2 separate regions of the Mus musculus genome follow, and region 1 is linked to region 2. Evidence: chromatin contacts called from public Hi-C data. All regions are on one chromosome and are shown on one strand. The core of a region is the stretch at or near the end of the contact, and the rest is flanking DNA. Distances in the headings are between cores, read along the strand shown. Region 1 overlaps Ror1 (receptor tyrosine kinase-like orphan receptor 1). Region 2 overlaps Ror1 (receptor tyrosine kinase-like orphan receptor 1).

Region 1 (4,459 bases), core at 483-2,982, 150 kb after region 2:
ACTGCCCTGCCACACTGGGCAGCCAGAAACCATTATCTGTGCAAAGCACAGGTCCACTTAGAGACTCTGTGATGTCAGGCCATTTCCTAGGCTGCACTAACCATCCTTGTGAGAGCACGTACTTGGCTGTCTCCTGGACATGTTGAATGAGTCTGTTGTCAACTGTGGCTCTACATCTGACTGTTTGTTCATTTGCTTGTTTGTTTTTGTTTTTCCTGCTGCCCTAAGACAGATGACTTAATGGGCTGAGAGAATCCAGGCTGCTACCGGCTCTGGAGGCAGCTCACGTCCCTTAAGGGCTGTCTTTAGGGCCTTGTGGTTTAGAGCAAGAAACATCCATCCCAGAGTCAGCATCTCAATAGGCATTGTTTTTAAAATGCTCTGTAATTTCTCAAGCATCAAATCTATCCCCCTTCCATCCCTGATGTTTCTGTTTATAAAACAGATCAAAGAAGAGAAGAGATAGGGAGAATTCTATCAAATTCTACAGCTTTGTAGTATGCTGCAGCTTTCTCTTTCCTGGGGTTTTGGGTTTCTGTCCTACTGGCTATATTTCCAAATCCAGTTTCTGAAGGTCACACATGTGGGTTCTGGACACCTTTCCATAATTACTTGCCTCTTTTACATATGCACCATACAGGCCTGGTATTGTGACAGGCCTCCAAACCAGCCCTTTCAGCCTTCTTTGCTTACACAAAAACATGGTTCTAAAATCCCCTTGCATGCACTAAAGATGTAGTATTCAGAGATCTGTGGTGGGCCTGTTGACTTTCTCTCTCCTGAACAGAAAATATGAACTATGCATATTCACAACAAATTAGCTAGGGATACCAAATTCAATGAGACAATATAAAATATATACCAATAATAGTATAATATATAAATTAGGATATTAAGCATTCATGTAATGTGCAATAAAAAATTCTGAATTCCAACTACAAAAAGCCATTGAAAATAAATCCTTCAACTATTATGTGAAGAGAAGCCAAATACAAGGAATATAAATTACATAGCTGAGTAATTAAGATGTTAAAAAAGAAATCCTCAATACTGTAAAAGATTAACATAAAACCACAGAACTTCAAATAATGGTTACCTTTTGAAGGAAACCAGTAGAAGAACTATTGATACTTTGGGGGCTCGATATTCTTTAATGAGGTCACATGGATATAATCACTTAGTGAAAGTTCATTAAGTGCTACCATTTGCACTTAATGATATATATTTATCATTTATATATCTATATTATTCTTAAACTGTAAAAGCTTATGTCCAAATGCCTAACTTATTAGTAAATAGGCACAAAACTTGTTTCTTCTGAGTCACAGAATGTATATCAAATAGGAAATTGAATTTAACATTCTTAAGACTTGAACAAAATCAAACAGGCAGCATCTAGTTCAGTACAAAATATTCTGCCAAGACCAAGACCAAGTAAAGTGGTAGGCTATCTAATTCACGCAAGTTATAACTGGATAAGCCAGGATTAGGCTCTATATATGTTAGCTGTGTTAACAAAGATATTTTAAATAAGCTTCTTATGCTAGATAGCAGTTAACTCTGAAGTGCAGTTTTGTACAAGGAACAAAGGGTTTGTAAGATAAATAAACAAAGAGAACAGCGCAGTCAGTGTCTGCAGAAAAACCATCTGATGATAGCACTCTGAACGATAAAATCCCTCCAGACCGTCCGAGAGTTGGCCATCTGGTTTGCTTTCTGAGAATTCTGGCAAAATTACATATGGCTAGGGATCTCCCCAGGCTGTATTTGAAAAGAGCCGTGGTGATAATGGGGACCTGTGATGGTGATGTGACCACTGCTGGCAACAACACCAGCGTTTGAATAGAATGCCGGTTGCCTCCGTTAGCTAAATTGGCTTCCTAGCTGCTAAATTACCACAAACTGAATGTCTAAAACAGATTTCCTACCTCAACGTGAGAAGGACGTCAAGATGAGCGTCACTGAAGTAAATGCAAGAACCCTTCAAGAGGCTCCAGAACAAAGAGAATCCATTTCTGTGCCTTTCCCACTGCATTCCTTGGCTGGCGATTCTCTTCCAACTTCAGTCCATGTATTGACATTTTGCCTCTCCCTCTCCACTTCTTAAAGGGTGCTCATGATTAAATTAGAACTACCCACATAATCCATGATCACAGATGGCCAAGCCTCATCCCATGGGCAACCATAAATTCCCCTTGCCATCTACTGTAGTCTAGTCAGAGGCTCTAGGCATTATACTGTGCACATCTTTAGGAGTATTTCCTGTTTGCTACAGAGTTGCATTTAAGTGTTTTTAAAGTATGTTTGCTTAAACTTTCTTCGTTCAGCCTCAAGACGTTGCTTGACTTAGCATGAAGTTTGTTTGTTTGTTTTTGTTTTTCGAGGTGTAGAGATAATCTTTTTCAGAGGGGTTGGGGATAAAATGTGAGATGAAGCCAATTACCTACATTCCCAGAGCTGGTAAAGGAAGAGCCAGGAATAGTGGTCAGGTTCTCAGACCCCTGTCTGTGTCCTCGTTCAGTGGAAAACTTTATTCTAAACCCAGACCCTCTTGTGGCTGAGCTATATGGGCAATGTGAGAATTCAAGTGGTTTTTGTTTCAAAGGTTAAAGCATTCAAGATAGGAAAATTGGCAGGTGGTGGATACTAATTGCTACTCTGTGACCCAGTGTTTGCCAAGCCCTCCAGTTCTCCTTCAGTTGTCACAATTGCTCTGCCTTACTCTCCCCTACACTCACCCCTCAGGCTGCCTCACACTCTCCTCTTTCCCACTCTAGGATGCCTCGGACCTTTAAGATTGATTCTGAAGAAGTGTAGGGTGGAGTAGGATGGGGCACTCCAGAGCAATGATAAAATACAGTTCAAGCCCTTGAATCCCGGGCTGTGTGAGCATGCTGGGCGGGGAACGACACAGTCCTGATCATCAGCATCCAATGCCTCTGCCATCAGACAGGCTCTCTGCTTGCTTGTCCCCTAATCCTCTTGAAACTGAAGAGGGGATTTGAGATTCTATTTATGTAACTCAAGGAGTCTAAACTTCTGTTTTTTCAGGGCTAAGTAGAAAGGGGTGGTCCTGACCTTCCCCAGAGTCTGGTCAGAGTCTGGTCACTAAGACACTTTTAGTTGGGTCTGTTCCACCACCACCACCACCACCACCGCCACCACCACCACCACCACCACCACCCATACCTGTTTTGATTCTCAAGGGTATGGATCTCAAGTATAAAGGGGACGGGGAAAAAATTCCAGGCTAGTTTTTAAAAGTGTGACCAAGAAGCAAAGGCATTTTTCTAGGTGAAGGCCGCTTCTTTTTATAATGCCCTGATAATTTGTCTAGGTTTCCACACAGTGATCATATACCTCCATGGTTATTAGAGTAGTCGATTTGGATTCCTCTAGAGCAGTGCTTCTCAACCTTCCCAACTCCACGATCTTTTAATAAAGTTCCTCAGGTTGTGGTGACCACCAACCATAAAATAGTTATTTTTGCTGCTACTTCCTAACTATAATTTTGCTACTGTTATGAGCCATGTTGTAAATATTTTTGGAGACAGAAGTTTTCCAAAGGGGTTGCAGCCTACATGCTGGGAACTACTGTTCTAGATCATCCCATAATATAAGCAGAGGGCCTCTCTGCTCTGAATCTCCTGCAGTCTTTATGTTGCTATGTCTTGGCCTTCTGTGGGGCAGGGGAATATTGATGCAAAACCACCCTTATTTTACCTCAAGACTATAAACCTGAAATAGTTTCCTCAAAGTAATTGTTTCTCCAGCAAAAGGTAAGAAACAGTATTTCTGTGGCAAAATAAGTTGAGGACACATTCTCAGAAATGACATGGAGGCTCGGTTTACAGTCCATAGAGCATGTTTTTTGTGTGTTAGGCACTTCTTGCAGTAATCATCATTGTAACCCCAGTGCCACAGCCGGGTAAAGCGAACCAGGGCTTGTACTTCCACTGAGATGCCATAAGTAGGAGATAATACAGTAAGCTGGCTGAGGGGGAAAACTGCAGTCTTGCCTGTGGAAATGTACATCCTACTTATTGTTCCTGAGCTAGACTCTGCCCACAGTGCATGCAGTCATACACATCCCCACGAAGCGGGACAAGATCACTACTGCAAGCAGGCACAGAATGGGCACTGAGTCTTACCACAGCCCACCGGTTGGTGGGTTAGATTCCTCCTGGGCTTTCATAGCCTGGCTTTGCTGGATGGCACAGCGCCTGGCCCACATGTCTACTAAGTGTGCAGTGAGCACAGGCTGCTCTCACCATTGTCACAAGAAAATGAGGATCATCATTGGAGCATCTGGACCCATCTGAGACCACAGAGGGACATTCTGCTCCAGGCACCTTCTAACTGAAAACATGACAGCAAATGCCAAGTGTTTATACTTTCTAATTGGTTTGTAAGTGGCGAACTAATGATTAAATAAATTAGTTGTCTCAGTGTTTCGAAG
Region 2 (4,196 bases), core at 554-3,053:
CAATTTGGATGCACAAGAGGCTCTCCTGAGAATCATGCAGTGATGCCTTATCTGGGTTGGCTGTGCTATGGTAGAGCTCGAGAGTCTGCATTTCTAACATGTTCTCTGGGGGTGGTGATGCTGTATTCTCATGTGAGCCCTTGGAGTGTCAAGGTGTAAGGGAACCAATGAATGACAAAGGCAACCCAAGGACAATTGCAAGAAGAGATGGTAGCTTGCACACCACAAAGGCAGCAGGCCTCAGCTTAGCAGGGTCCTCACAGTCACCCTCACCACCTTACGTACCCAGTGACTGGTTCATCGAAGCCCAGTGGCACTCCCAGCATTCCTTCAAGGAGCAGTGCCAGCTGTCTCCTTTAGAATGTGATTTATGCGGTATAGCAGAGACAAGTGGTAGACCAGAGGCCAGGGCGCATTTGGAGACTGTGCGTTATGAAAGCCATAGGCAGTCTGTGTCTGGGTTTCCCCACTAGCAAAACAAAACTGGTAGCTTGTGTTCTGTCTGCTCCAGAGTGGGAGAACTCTATCTATCCCAGTGGTGGCAGATGAGAGGGACACGCAAAGGCTTCTGGGGGAAACAGAAAAGCTACAAAGGAAGCTGCTAGGGGAGGGGGATGAAGCCTTGTGAGTTACTACTGTATGTTTGTCCAAGGGGTCGCAGGTTGTGTGATCATAGACTATTCTATATTCATGAATTGTGAAGACTTTCTAGGGAAGCTAAGCTGCAGATCTTTCTAGAACAAGCCAGCTCAGCTCCAAATTTCCCTAGACCCTGTTTGATAGCTAGAAAGCTATCGTGTCTTTTCCCTCTTTGTGCTGAACCTACTAAGACTGAGGGGAGATCAAGCTGGGGTTGAGGCTCAGTGGTAGAGCATTTGAGAGGCTCTGGATTTGAACAGCAGCACTTAAGTAACGATAACAATAACTATTGCTGTTATTATAGGAGTCTGTTGAAAAGGGAAATTAGAGAGGGGGGTAATATTTATTACTTCCTGCAATATATTTTATATAATCTTTATAACACTCTTAGGAAGAAATGGGGCACCTATAGCTTGGGGATGCTCACTTGCATCAGTTTCTTTTTGAAAGGGGGGGGATCCCTTTCAATGGCATAGCTCCCAAATTGTGCTTGCTAAACTCTTATAGGTCTGTGACACCAACAGCTCATTGTGTACAGGTTATTCCAGGACCAGATTCCAGTTTAGGATGAAGCCAAGAGTTTCTTGGTTACACACATCTCTTTGCAAGTGAAAGAATTGTTTCAGAAGTCTTTGGTTTTAAATGTGTTGACTTTCATAAAGAACTCTACAGCTCGCTTCCCCTAGGAACAGAGAAGACCTGCAGCAGGAGACAGCAAGTTTGCTCTCGTTCTTAGTATTGGTGGGAGTGGTAAAGAGGGGCTTTTGTTGAGTGGTTTCCATGTGCTTGAAAGTATGTGAAGCCCTCATACTTTCTGTGAGGATCTGTGCAATCCTCACAGCCCTGAGTCTGTGGTTTTGTTGCCTGCATTTCAGATGAGAGGAAGTTGGATACTTAGCATAGGTCCATCACCTCCAAACGGACCAGATGGACTTCAGTTCTGTTCTTCAAGCCACACTATTTATATTTGCTCCCATGAAGTCCCACAGACTATGATGACCATCTGGCTTTAGAAATTAGCAGTGGCCTGCAGAGGAAAAGAACTACTCAAACTAATAACAACAATAATGAAAGTGATTGCCAACTTCCTCTGCTGTGCGTAAGGCTTCCTTAGCCAAGACCTGTCATATCTCATCATGTCACAGGCTGTGTGAGATCACGGGGCTCAAAAAACCCTGGGCAACTGACGGAATAACACAGATTACATATGACACCTGCCCTTTGGAGTCCCAGCATGCCAGAGCAATTCCACTTTGCTCAGAGCACATTTGATTTATAGACCAAGTGTTGAGATTCCCCAAAGTCTCACTGTGACGTATAGAAAAGGTGAAGAGCACAACCCTGCTGGCTGGGATGAGCTACATTCTGGCATGGCAGTGCTCCCTCTCAGGGCTGAGGGGTAGTCAACCCAAAGCTGACAAATCTACAATCAAAGAGTTCAGTCTAAGCCATCCTCATGCCTCCCTTCCCTCTGTCACTTAGGGTTTATCAACAAATTCTGTCACTGTGCTTGAAATTTCACTTAGACGTACTGCCTGCTTTGTCTAAGCCAGCCTTTCCTCAAGGCTGGATGACTGTACTGGTTTGCTGCTGGTCTCCTGTGGCGGCGTCTGTAAGAACAAGATGCTTCACCCCACCTACCCCCTCACATTCTCCTGTGGTTTCCCACTGCACATAGCATCTATCTATAGCTCTTACCATAGAACGTCTGATTGGTCTCTGCCCACTTCCCTACCTTCACAGATGCCTCTGGTGCTCTGGGTCATGGAACACCAGCTATGACAACCTTCTTTCTGTTCCTTGATTTGCTGAAGCCACAGACCCAAGGACCTTTCTCCTTTGCCTGTAATGCTCTCCTCAGTTCATTGCAAGGCTGGAAATAACTTGTCATTTCCAGAGGTCCCCATCTTCTCTGTGAGAAGTCACCACATATCCTTCTAATTTTGCCCTATTTTTATTTCCCCCAACCCTCTCCAGATCTTTCCTGTCTCCTTAACCACTCATCTTTCTGTTCTTACTCTTGCTCAGATTTTCATTTTTGTGTTTTTAAAATTTTATTCTGCATTCACCAGTTCCCGATTTTCATGTTTGTCTGTGTATAGCTTGTCTCCCCTGCACTGAAAAACCAAGTCCATGACTCTGCTCATGGGTACCTCTCTGTTGCCTAGCAAAGTATATCCACGAGGCACTAAGTAAACATGGATTAGATAACTGAATGAACGCTCCCCTGACCATAAGTTATTTTAAGGTAAAAATAAGAATAAGCGAGTATTTTAGTTACTATTTTATTGATTGAAGAGACACCACAACCAAGGCAGCATATAAAAGGAAGCATTTAATCAGGGACTTGCTTACAGTTTTAGGAAGGTTAGTTCATGATCATGGTACGAAGCATGGTAAGCAGGCAGGCATGGCAATGGAACAATAGGTAAGAGATAAGATCCTGATCCGCAAGACGGAGACTACGAGACTGGGCCTCCTGTGGGCTTTTAAAAGCCCACCTCAATGACATGTCTCTCCAACAAGGCCACACTTCCTAATCCTTCCTGGTCTGTCTACAAACTGGGGACAAAAACCCATCAAATATGTGAGCTGTTGAGGGCCATTATCATCAAGCTACCACCACGAGCGATGACTTTTAATACTTATTTTTCAACTTAGCCTTGAGACTCTCTGTTCATGTGTTGGCCTCGTAAGAAGTAGTGTGTGGAGGACTTTGTTTAGATCGATAGGATATGATGACAGCCTGTCTTATTTAGCTCACTGCTCCCAAGGGCTCTATTTGCCCAATTATTGAATAAGAGCCTGTTCCGTGCTGTTCCGTGTGCTGAACTTGCAGAGCCCACAGCTAGCCATGAGAAGTGGGACTTCTACGTTGAGCTATAGTTTGACAAAGAAGGCTGCCATTGAGCACAAGAATTTTTAAGTAGAACAAGCACCTACTTTTAGTAGGGAGAACCCTGTTGAAGGTCCTGGGAGTAGTTATTAGCAGGGTCATTTGGAGTATCAGCGTTTGGTTCCTAGTCTTATGGTTTAGAGGTAGGTTGAGTAAGTTCCTTCAGGCTTGGGTGCTGGAAGCTGATCCTTTGTGTGGCAGTGCTGGCAACTTGTGGGAGCTTCTAGGAGGTGGAGTTGACGAAAAGGTAAAATTATGATGTGTGTGTGTGTGTGTGTGTGTACACATGCGCACGCATACTCATGTGTATCTTTGGAAGGGATTAATGTAGTCTTTCAGGACCCTTGTTAGGACGCACAATAGTTGGTTGTTATTGAAACCCACCACAACAGCCAGCAACACATAAAGAGTAAGCTTAGCCCCTTAGTTTCTTTGGTTTCATGACTCAATATGTGATCTCTACTTCTGCTCTGTGACACTTTCTGCCATGACGCCCTCCGTCAGAGGCAGAATTGATGGGGGAATATCTAAACTTGAACTCAGCTGTCAGTTCCCAAACTGTAGGTTCAATTGGTCTCTCTCCTTTATGGAGTACTTCACCTTAAATGTCTTCCTATTGTAACAGAAAATGAAGTAACAATATAATAAGTGACATTTAAAC

Evidence for each region. Hi-C and Micro-C count contacts between places; a contact is called where the count stands out from the background.
Region 1: a Hi-C map of cerebellar granule neurons shows a contact between it and region 2, with 2.7 times the contacts expected there. The contact joins two enhancer-like sites. A contact is called at or near these places in 5 of 484 Hi-C or Micro-C datasets (cerebellar granule neurons, cerebellum and liver) and 3 of 115 datasets of contacts at active chromatin or transcription factors (cardiomyocytes, hepatocytes and kidney).

The regions. Positions count from the first base shown.
Region 1 is chr4:100,371,244-100,375,702 of GRCm38.p6, forward strand. All of the region lies in intron 4 of Ror1 (receptor tyrosine kinase-like orphan receptor 1), which reads left to right. Among named protein-coding and RNA genes, the nearest start is that of Gm35760, 20 kb to the right of the region's middle. Within about 2 kb of position 1,733, at least 8 of the 459 cell types and tissues checked have an H3K27ac peak or open chromatin away from gene starts, as enhancers often do. A contact at or near this core is called in cerebellar granule neurons and cerebellum, where this site is marked.
Region 2 is chr4:100,217,453-100,221,648 of GRCm38.p6, forward strand. The region is part of intron 1 of Ror1 (receptor tyrosine kinase-like orphan receptor 1); the gene reads left to right. Among named protein-coding and RNA genes, the nearest start is that of Gm12701, 100 kb to the left of the region's middle. Within about 2 kb of position 1,804, at least 39 of the 459 cell types and tissues checked have an H3K27ac peak or open chromatin away from gene starts, as enhancers often do. A contact at or near this core is called in cerebellar granule neurons and cerebellum, where this site is marked.